Linked DNA regions of Mus musculus: region 2 is linked to region 1. The links are chromatin contacts, called in public HiChIP or PLAC-seq maps. All regions are on one chromosome and are shown on one strand. Each heading gives the region's core, a stretch centred on a gene start, on an enhancer-like site or on the middle of the called end of the contact. The rest is flanking DNA. Distances are from core to core; before and after follow the strand shown.

Region 1 (4,502 bases), core at 293-2,792:
TCTAATCTGATGGAGGAGACCGTGGTTTGTACTAAATCCTGAGATAATAAGAATGACGACTCTGAAGAAAACAGTAACTCAGAGGGTTGTGGGAGACCAATTTGGTGTCTTGTTTATCATGTGGATTAAGGGGGAGATGATGGAGGAAGAGACACACATGAGGACAGACTCTTAACTGAGTGAAAGCAGGAAAGAGGAAGGAAAAAAAGACGGTTGAAATTCCTGCCAGAGAAACCAAAAGGACTTAGTGACTAATTCAGTACAAAACGAGGGAACAGAGACTGTAAGGAAGACTGTAAGTAAAGAGATGAGTCCTACCATGAAGAGAGATAGAAAAACCAGGAAAATGTCTGAGGGAAATGAATGACAGGAAAGGAAAAATGAGTATTAGCGGTGTGCGTAAGACCAAGATGAGAATCAGTTGCATACGTAAGACAAGGCTAGTGCTGTTGAAAGTGAGCCTGGCTGAAGATTGGGTGGGGTCTTGGCCAAAACTAGTGATCTGGGATTCAAGTGCATAGAGGAGATCAAAAGGCAGACAGGAAGGGAAACATTGCAAACCTTGCCAACTCCTGACATCTTTCCACTGCCTTCACCTCCCTAATTAAATACTGATTTGGTACAACTATCTCATATACTTTCCAAAGCCAGAGGATGGATCCCGACTGTTCTAAGTCGATAAGGGTCATTCCCATCTATTCTAGGAACATGCATGGGACAAAGTCTAGACAGCAAGATTTGGAGAGTCAGCTGAGATTCTATTAAAGACACAGAATAGGAGGTAGGGGGTCATTTTCTCCAGGAATTGAATCCTGTAACTGCCCTGCCACCACTGAGCTCTGGAGTTGGCCTTCTTCAGGCAACAGGGCCCTGGAATGAAAACAGGGGTCAAAAACTTAGAAATTACTCAGATTTAGAAATCTGAAGCAAACCCTAAGAAGTCTAGAGAAGGCTTGGTCAGGAACTAGGAAGACGGAGAAAATCAAGTTAGGCTCTTAATCAAGGTGTTGGCCAAACAGAAGAAGCCAGAGGCTTGGACCAGGCTTACCACAGGCTGAAGTGAAATATCCAAGCAGAGAGAGAAAGAGTTGCACCCAGGAGACAACAACTGGAGATAATAATCCTTTCTCAAAAAGAAGCTCTTGACAAAACTCAGGAGGTGACTTGAGGGTCAGCAAAAAGTGGTTTCTGAACCATTAAACACATTCTCGACTGGAAAACTTCACATTCGTGTCAGCTGGGCGAGCCATTTCAGAACCAGCCTCAATGTGGCTATTATTCACATTCATCCCGCCAGTGTGAAAATACGGCTCGAAATGGACTTTGCTATTTGAAATTAAGTGTGATCACACTCAGCAGCCCAGGGAAGCACTCCCTTTATGAGAGGCTGTGAGCCAGGGGGAGGTGGGGGAGGGCGAGCAGGTTTGTGGAAAGAGAAGGGGCTCTTTCTCTGGGACTTTCCCTCTTCACAGTGCCATTCCCCCTCAGTCCCACTCTCCAGGACTCTTCCTTTCACTTCTGCAATTCTTTCCCCCACCTTCAGCATCCTCTTCTCACTTCTCTCACAGCTACCTCTCGCTTAGAAGAAGTATCTGGCCCCTTGTGACTCCGTGAGCTGTCGGAATTAACTACAATCTATTATTTCCCAATAAATCCCCCACCCCCACACCGCAGCTCTTGACAGGACACAACAGCTGAGAATCCCCAGCAATGGCCTGGCCAAGGTACTAAGAAAGACTGGCTCTGTTCCTAGCTCATCCTGGGTCACAAAGAATCCTCCAATAGGATGCCAGGAGAGTTCAAGAAGAGCTGGTCTCTTCTAAGCGCAGCTCTTTGCTTAACCTGCCTTTGATTTCCCAGGAGTTTCAGGATGAGTGTATGCTAAGAAAAGGCGAGGTGCCCAAAAGACAAGAGTTCAGAAAAAGATGATTAAATTCAACATGGCTAGCAAGTAGGCACTGCTCAACACTTCATAAAAGGTAGACAAATACAAAAATGCTGATCAGAAGAAGTAATATTTGGTTATAATATAGAAGCACAAGTATTTGTGTGTGTGTGTGTATGTGTGTGTGTGTGTGTGTAGGGCAGTTAATACATTCATAAACATTTGCTCCCTTTCTTAGCATTTGTGTCCCTCACTGACGGGCCGTGGCTGGGGGACTTGAGGGTATGTCGAATTGATATAAGTATATAAAAAATTTCCTGGCTAACGATGCTGACACTTCTGCCAAAATTATGTTTATTTGTTAAAACATATACTTCATTCTGTTGTTGCAGAACTAAATCCAACCCCATCGTAACTGGGGAAAGGGTGATTGGGTTTCATGGTGATGTACCAGCTAGTGTCTTGTGGGGGCGTTAAGGTGCCAGCTGCTCCTTGGGCATTCCTTTTTATTTCCAGTCCGTAGACTGTTTTTCCACTCTTTTTTGTGTGAGGCAATTGGGATTAGAGGGGTCTTTGTAAGTGACAGAGGCGGAGATGGCAGCAGCATCTCCCAGATCCCTATGCACAGAGACAGCCTGGAAGGCCAGGCTCAATGCTGGCTTCGTTTGTCACTCCCCTCCGAAAGAAAAGGTCTTCCAAAAGAAGGAGTCTCTGTTGGAAACCTGTAAAGCAAGGGACTTGGGCCTTAGGGCTGATGTTTCCAGAATGCAGTCTGAAAAGCACCAAGCTAGGATCACCTTCAAGGCAGATCAAACAATCCCATGTTGGCAACAGGCCTCTGGAGTTTTCCATGCACCTCTGTCAGGTGGTGGCTGGGGGCATTTTCTAGGGTTTCTGTCTGAGGGCTAAATGAGTTTCGGGGCTCCTCCTTGATTCTTTGAAGGATTTATCATTATTTTTACCCACTTGAAAATTCCAAACTGCCACAAGTGTCCCCTTGACTGGCTGGTTTACCCAGTGCGGCTGGAACAGGGCCAGCCAGATTGTCCTCTGCTGAGTGGGCCACCCAGTCTCCCCTAGAAAGCCTGGCCTCTTCAATTGAGCAACCTCACAGCACAGCGTGCGCATGCACACACACACACACACACACACACACACACACACACACATTGAATAATGTAGGGGGCAGGGTTGTTTGTTTATATTGTTGTCATTTTTGATATTTAAGTTCTGGGCAAAACAAGCACCTACAATGCCCCAGTGAACACTCCCTTTTGTTTTTTTAAGGATAGAGAAAGACAAAGTGGAAAGGAAGCCGCCCTCTCCTCTCTCCCTTCTCCCTCCATCACAGAATCAAAACACTCATTCTATGGACCTTACAGAGGTGGAAGGCTCAAGAAAATTATGCCTTGTCTGTTTCCTGGCTCTGCATGAAAATCCTGGTGCTCAGCAGCTGTTCCGGTTGCTTAGAAAGTCTTTTTTTTTTTTTTTTTTTTTTTTTTTTTTTTTTTTTTTGCTTAGAAAGTCTTGATGCAAGAAGGTCAGGCGTGGGAGTGGGTGGGGCTCACCGGCTGGCAGGGTTGGGGACTGAGAGTTAATATTTTTGTTAGAGAGAGAGAAAAAGAGAGAGAAACAGACACCGAGAGACAGAGGGACAGAGAGACAGAGAAAGATATACAGAGAGACTCAGATAAACACACACAGACACAGAGACAGATAGTAAGATACAAAGACACAAAGACACAGAGAGAGAGAAAGAGAGAGGGAGAGAAAGAGGAAGGAAGGGAGGGAGGGAGGGAGGGAGGGAGGGAGGGAGGGAGGGAGGGAGGGAGGGAGGGAGAAGTCAGGGACAGAGACACACAGATACCAAGATGCAGAGAAAGAGAGAGATAGAGAAAGACTCAGAGATAAACATACACATACAGACACAGAGAAAAAGAGAAACATAGGCAGACAGACAGACATAGACACACACACACAGAGAGAGAGAGAGAGAGAGAGAGAGAGAGAGAGAGAGAGAGAGAGAGAGATCCTATTTCTGAATACTGTTATCAGAAACTGGTTTCAAGCAAACACAACTGGATAGTGTGGTGTGGTGTGTGCGTGAGGAGGTGGGTTGAGGAAAAGAATGTAGAGGCACAATCCACTTAACCTTTAAATCTGTGCTCTCTTTCAACGCAGAAAATGTTTAAAATTTCAGCCAAATGAAAAGCAACCAAATGGTTGAGAAAGCCTTTATGACTAAGAAGGGCTGCAATGGAAAAATGTAAAAAGAGAAGTTAAACCAGCTGGTGCCTTTAATTTGGCTTTCCCTCCTTTCTTACACACCCCCTCCCCCAGCTTAAAACAGGAAAAACGGTCTGCATAAATACCCAGTGTTTTTCCTAGTGTTTAGTCCGAACAGAATTCTTCATGGGGCTCCGTTTACTGCCTCTCCTGGGACTGGGTGTGAAAGAGACATTTCACCCCTGGGTCACAGGTCACCGGCTGCTCCGATTTGTTAGGCAAGCTTCCATCTCTCCTGTATAGGTAGGATTCAGGAATCAGAACTCCGGGCAGAGGTGAGGGGAAGGTCAATAGCTATTTCTTTCCCCTGTCATTTTTATAAGACTATTTC
Region 2 (5,151 bases), core at 1,881-4,380, 370 kb before region 1:
CTGAGAATTCATCTTGACAAACGAATCTTTGAAAAATGAAAACACAACAACCAAATAACTTAAAATATTTAACAGAGTGTATACTCAGCCAACTAGGTCTCTACTCTGCAGAACTCAGGAACCTAGCACAGAAGAGCCCAACTTTCGGTCTGAATTTTTTTTTTTCAATTTCTAAGCATCACTTTTTTTTTTAAAAAAACAATAGAAAGATGTTTCGATCACTATAGGACAAAAACTTAACTCTTTTTTTTTTTTTCAGTCAGACAAGTTCTGCAAACCTCCATCTATTTTTTTCCTTCTCCCAGTGAACTTCCAAAGTTTATGTTCAGGAGAAAGAATTCTATCTACACTCAGCAACTGGGCTCATAATAGGGAAGACACTAAACAAACCTTCATTCTCCAGGGCTCCAAATCTCCCTCCATTTATAGCCAGAGTTTACAGCCCGTGTTCATCTCCCATTTCCTCCACGGAGCCGTCCCTGTCAAGAGATGCTCAGCACCTGGTCCCTGAGAGGGTTTTCTGAGAGCTTTGCTGACTGGCTGTTTCACAGGAAGCATTTTTTTACCATTAATCACCCTCTCTCTCTCTCTCTCTCTCTCTCTCTCTCTCTCTCTCTCTCTCTCTCTCTCTCTCTCAGAGGAAGGCCCCGTGGTCTCCAGGGTAATCAGCTCTCTGCTTCCCTGAGATCCTTGGGTCCCTAAGGGAGAAGATATGAGGGGAGAAAAGAAGAGGAGGATTTTTCCACATTAAAAGTAGGAGTAGGGACTGGCCAGCTGGTGCAGTCAAGTGCCCAATGTGTAAGTCTGAGGACCTGAATTCAGACCTCTCAGAATGCTCAGCTTTGGCACTGAGAGGCAGAAACAAAGAGGACCCTGGGACCTGCTGGCCATGAAATAAAGGCAGGTCCTGAAAGGGATTCAGTGTGAGAAGCTGCCTCAAAAAGTATCCTGAGGAGCAGACAACCCCAGGGCTCTACACAGACACACAGACACACACACAAGCAAGAAGGAAGGGTGCGGTGGTATGACATACATCCTAATCCCAGGATACCAGAGATCACCCGGAGGCCAGCCTGTTCTACACTGTAAGTTCCAGCCCAGCCAAACGAGTCCAGCAAAACCTTGTTTTACGTGGGAGAAGGGGAGGGAAGTAGGGTAGAGATTCAAACTGGAAACCAAACCAAACCAAACCAAACCAAACCAAAATTTTAAATCAAAAACAAGAAAGCAAAGACTAAAAATGAAGAGACATTGAGGTGTGTAAACAGAAAATCATTACTTCAGCACCACAGATAGGATAGGAGAACAGTTAGTAGCTGTGGAGGCTTCGTGGTATTGTGTACTGCAAAACACACATCCTTGCTCTCACCTCTCATCACACTGCAGGAAGATGTGGAGCACACTTGGAACCCCAGCACATGGGCCACAGAGCCAGGAAGATCAGGAATTCTGGGCCATCCTGGCCTATACATGGGGATTCTGCCTTAAAAATAAGTAGAGCTAGTGAGATGGTTTGGTGGGTCAAGGTGTTTGCCTCCTGACCCAATAACCTGATTCCGATCTCTAGATTCCACATCATCAAAGAAGAGAGAACCAACTGTCAGAAGTTGTCCTCTGATCTCCTCATGTGCTCTGTGGCACCCACCACATGTCGTTGCACACTGTGTGTGTGTGTGTGTGTGTGTGTGTGTGTGTGTGTGTGTGTGTTGAGCCACAGTGCACATGTTGAGGTCAGATGCACACTTTTGAGTGGGTTCTCTTTTGCCACTGTGGGCCCCTGGAATTGAACTCAGGTCATTAGGCTTGGCAGCAGGCACCTCAACCTTCCAAACCATCTCCCTGCCCTTACATAGTCTTTCCAATGCTAACTGTACTCACCCTACCCTCCAGCAAACACCTATAGCCACCCCCACCCCCGAACCCTCGAAATAAATTTCTAGTGAAATAAAATCGTCATTGAAAATTATAAACATAAATGTAGGCAAAGGCCTACACACTCCACACACTTAGATAATATTTTCACCCAAACACTCCGAAATCTTGAACTGTGAAATAGCCAACTAAGTAGTTCCATTTCAATTAGCTTTACCAGGAGTTTACTGTATAACAGTGTTATGCTAGATTTAAATTTAAAAATAACTCTGCCCAACCACACATTTAGGCGTGTTTCTCTTTCATTCTACAGCAGAGTATTCTCCTAACTAGAGAAGTTCAGCTTGAGTGGGCGGGAAGAAGGGGAAAACAGTGAAATGGAGGCAGGACATTTCCCAGGAAAACCAAGGGCAAAAACACTTCTCATAGCCTGAGGATCCTGGCCAGCATTTTGATCAAGAGAATCAACTTTTGAGACACAGTGAAGCATCTGGGAAACCTTCTGGGAGACATAACACAGACTGTGGAAGCAAATATTAGCAGGTTCACCAGGCCGTAATCACCGCCGGTATCCATGGTGCTAAGGTTCAAATTAACATGGTTATTTTTCTTGTGTTGCCAAATTTAACATTGGGGAATTTTGGTTGTGGGCCTGTTATCATTAGGCAAACACACATACTGGTGTTGAAGCAAATTTTTAGATAATTGCACAGTGTTTATGAGAACAGATTTGGGGATTTAAGCATATACTCAAATACCCATGCCCCCAGATAAATACAGGTCTCCTGTCACCTTTGGTAAATGTTCATGTGGGTAAAATTTCTGATTCTGCATGTAATCTAAATACCATGACTACCAATATTTAGTGTTATCTCCCTCCCATTCTTTCTTCCTTTCTCTCTTTCTCTACAACCTTATCTCATTCTTAGTCAAGTGGTCGCAATTATCTGTCAATATCTACGACTTTAAGAAGCATCCTTTTGGTGTGGATCCAGGGGAGAGGAGAGGTTGGGAGGAACTGGGAGGAGTGGGGGGAGGGGAAACCACAATCAGAAACCAGAAAATGAAACCATAGAATGAATACATTAAAAAAAAAAAAACTATTTTCAAAACTGGAAAATGTTAAAAGGGGATCCTTTTGTAAGATCCAGAAAATCTTTCTGCCTCCATTTCAGACTTTCACAGAGGTGGCGAGAGTCACGACAGTGGTTTAATCTCTATGTCAACACACCAAGTGCTCAGGCCATCCCTCTGGAGTCAAAGGAAGGCCACCTAGAGAGAACTAATCCAGCCAGTGTGGGTAGGAACGATGAATCTCACTTCTTGGGCTAAGGAGTGAAACCAGGACAGAAGTCATGGTGAAATCTATTTTAGAAAGTACCAAGTGAATGAATCACGGAAATACTTTAAAATCTTCAGACCAAAGCTGGTTATTCATGCCTGAAGTTCCAGCTCTTGGGAAACTGAAGCAAGCGGGGTATGAGCCCGGGGCTATGTAACAAGACCTCAGAGACAAAAACAAGAGCCAGAGGTGGATGTGCAAGCCTTTAATCCCAGCAGTCGAGAGGCAGAGGCAGGGTGAGCTCTGTGAGGTGGAGGCCAGGTAATGAGTTTTTCCGGGACTGCTAGGGATATGCAGAAAGATCCCCATCTCAAACAAACAACTACTAGGCTGGGAGCAAGCATAGGTCAGACGCTAGACTGCCTGCCTAGCATTATCCCCTACGCTTATCCCCAATCCCTCATAAACTAGCAGTGTTGCAGGTGACTGTAATCCCAGCCCGTGGTGGGGTAGAGACAGGATCGTCAGAAGTTCAAGCATGTCCTTGGCTACTCAGTTAATTCAAGGCCAGCCTGGGATACATGACACCCTGTTTTAAAAGCAAAACACACTGGTGGCTGGAGAGACAGGTGGCTGAGGGTAAGAAGGATGCCTGCCTGCCTGCCTGCCTGCCCGATGCTCTCCTAGAGGACCCAAATTCAGATGACACACCCACCTGGCAACTCACAACTCACTTCCTATAATTCCAGCTCCAGGGGAGCAAACTGCTTCTTCCGGCCTATTCAAGGTAAGGTGTACATGTGGCATAGATACACTTGCATACACATAAATAGAAATACATCTTTTTTTTTAAATCAAAACAAAAAATTCTAACCGTGAAAAAAATAGAACCAAGAATAAAACAATATGCACATAGACAAATCTTAACATTGAAACTCTGTAACTCAATAGGCCATGTGACCCTGCCAGTAACTTAAGAAGGCGCTTTATGGTGAGATAGCTCTGAGGGTAAAGATTCCTGACAACCTGAGTTTGATCTTTGGAACCTATAGAAGGTGGAAGAAAAGGTCACAAAATTTGTCTTTTGACCTGCATACTTGCAGTGGCATGTGCACTCACACACACACACACACACACACACATAGCCACTAATAAACGAAAGAGAAGCTAAGTGTTCCAAGATTATTTATTGTATGACGAAGGCGATGTACCCTTACTCTTATCGCATACACACGAATGCCAAGGTCTTGAGATGACAACAAGAGCCTTTACTGTAATCCTGGATGCTCTAGAACAGATTTCTTGGGATAACTGAATTTTCCAGTTACCGAGACACGGTTTTTGTTTTCTTCCCTTGCTTGTATCATTATCCCGAGCAGTAAATCTCATTTCATATTTATTGCAGATGTCGAACTTTAAAGGAATCAGAATTACTTTTTAAAGTTTACCTCATCTTATCAGGCTGTCTGGTTTGATTTGCAATTTTCTGCAAAGTGGAAAGGAAGGCTTAGGGGGGAAAATTACTGCTAAGGCTTTCCAGTAATCAGAGATGTGCTGACTCCTGCAGAAACCAACGATCAGGAGGGAAGGCTGGCAGAAAGCAGGTTAGCTGACACTATCACAGAGAGGGTCCAGATGTGGGATCACAAGCCCGGGAATGAGGATGGAATTCGATTAATCGCTTGAACAGAATCTTCTTTCCCCAGATTCTCTCTCCAAAGCTGTTCCTTTGGTCGCCAAGCTTTCTTGCTCAAATGTGACCTTCTCAAGGAGGTCATGCCTGACCTTTTTACTTAAAATAGCAACCTGTTCCCACCCCTACCCCAGCAACAATGCCCTGAGTGCCTTTAATGTATGGACCACACACAGTGCTATACGACTCTGTATGTCCTTGTCCCAGAACCGACCCGTCAGCCATTTTGCTTGATTCTTCACATTCCTCTCTAAAAGCAGAGGGCATTATTGTTGTTGTTGTTGTTATCTTCAAATGACAATAA

What was found. HiChIP or PLAC-seq counts read pairs in DNA pulled down with a chosen protein or histone mark.
Region 2: an H3K27ac HiChIP or PLAC-seq map of bone marrow-derived dendritic cells shows a contact between it and region 1, with 4 times the contacts expected there. The contact joins two enhancer-like sites. A contact is called at or near these places in 4 of 39 promoter capture datasets (embryonic stem cells, hematopoietic stem and progenitor cells, liver and 1 more), 2 of 484 Hi-C or Micro-C datasets (both in bone marrow-derived macrophages) and 9 of 115 datasets of contacts at active chromatin or transcription factors (CD8 T cells, bone marrow-derived dendritic cells, craniofacial prominence and 6 more).

What each region holds. Positions count from the first base shown.
Region 1 is chr10:96,263,486-96,267,987 of GRCm38.p6, reverse strand. No RefSeq gene overlaps it. Among named protein-coding and RNA genes, the nearest start is that of Gm40747, 6.8 kb to the right of the region's middle. Within about 2 kb of position 1,542, at least 41 of the 459 cell types and tissues checked have an H3K27ac peak or open chromatin away from gene starts, as enhancers often do. A contact at or near this core is called in bone marrow-derived dendritic cells, where this site is marked.
Region 2 is chr10:96,631,095-96,636,245 of GRCm38.p6, reverse strand. No RefSeq gene overlaps it. Among named protein-coding and RNA genes, the nearest start is that of Btg1, 17 kb to the right of the region's middle. Within about 2 kb of position 3,130, at least 84 of the 459 cell types and tissues checked have an H3K27ac peak or open chromatin away from gene starts, as enhancers often do. A contact at or near this core is called in bone marrow-derived dendritic cells, where this site is marked.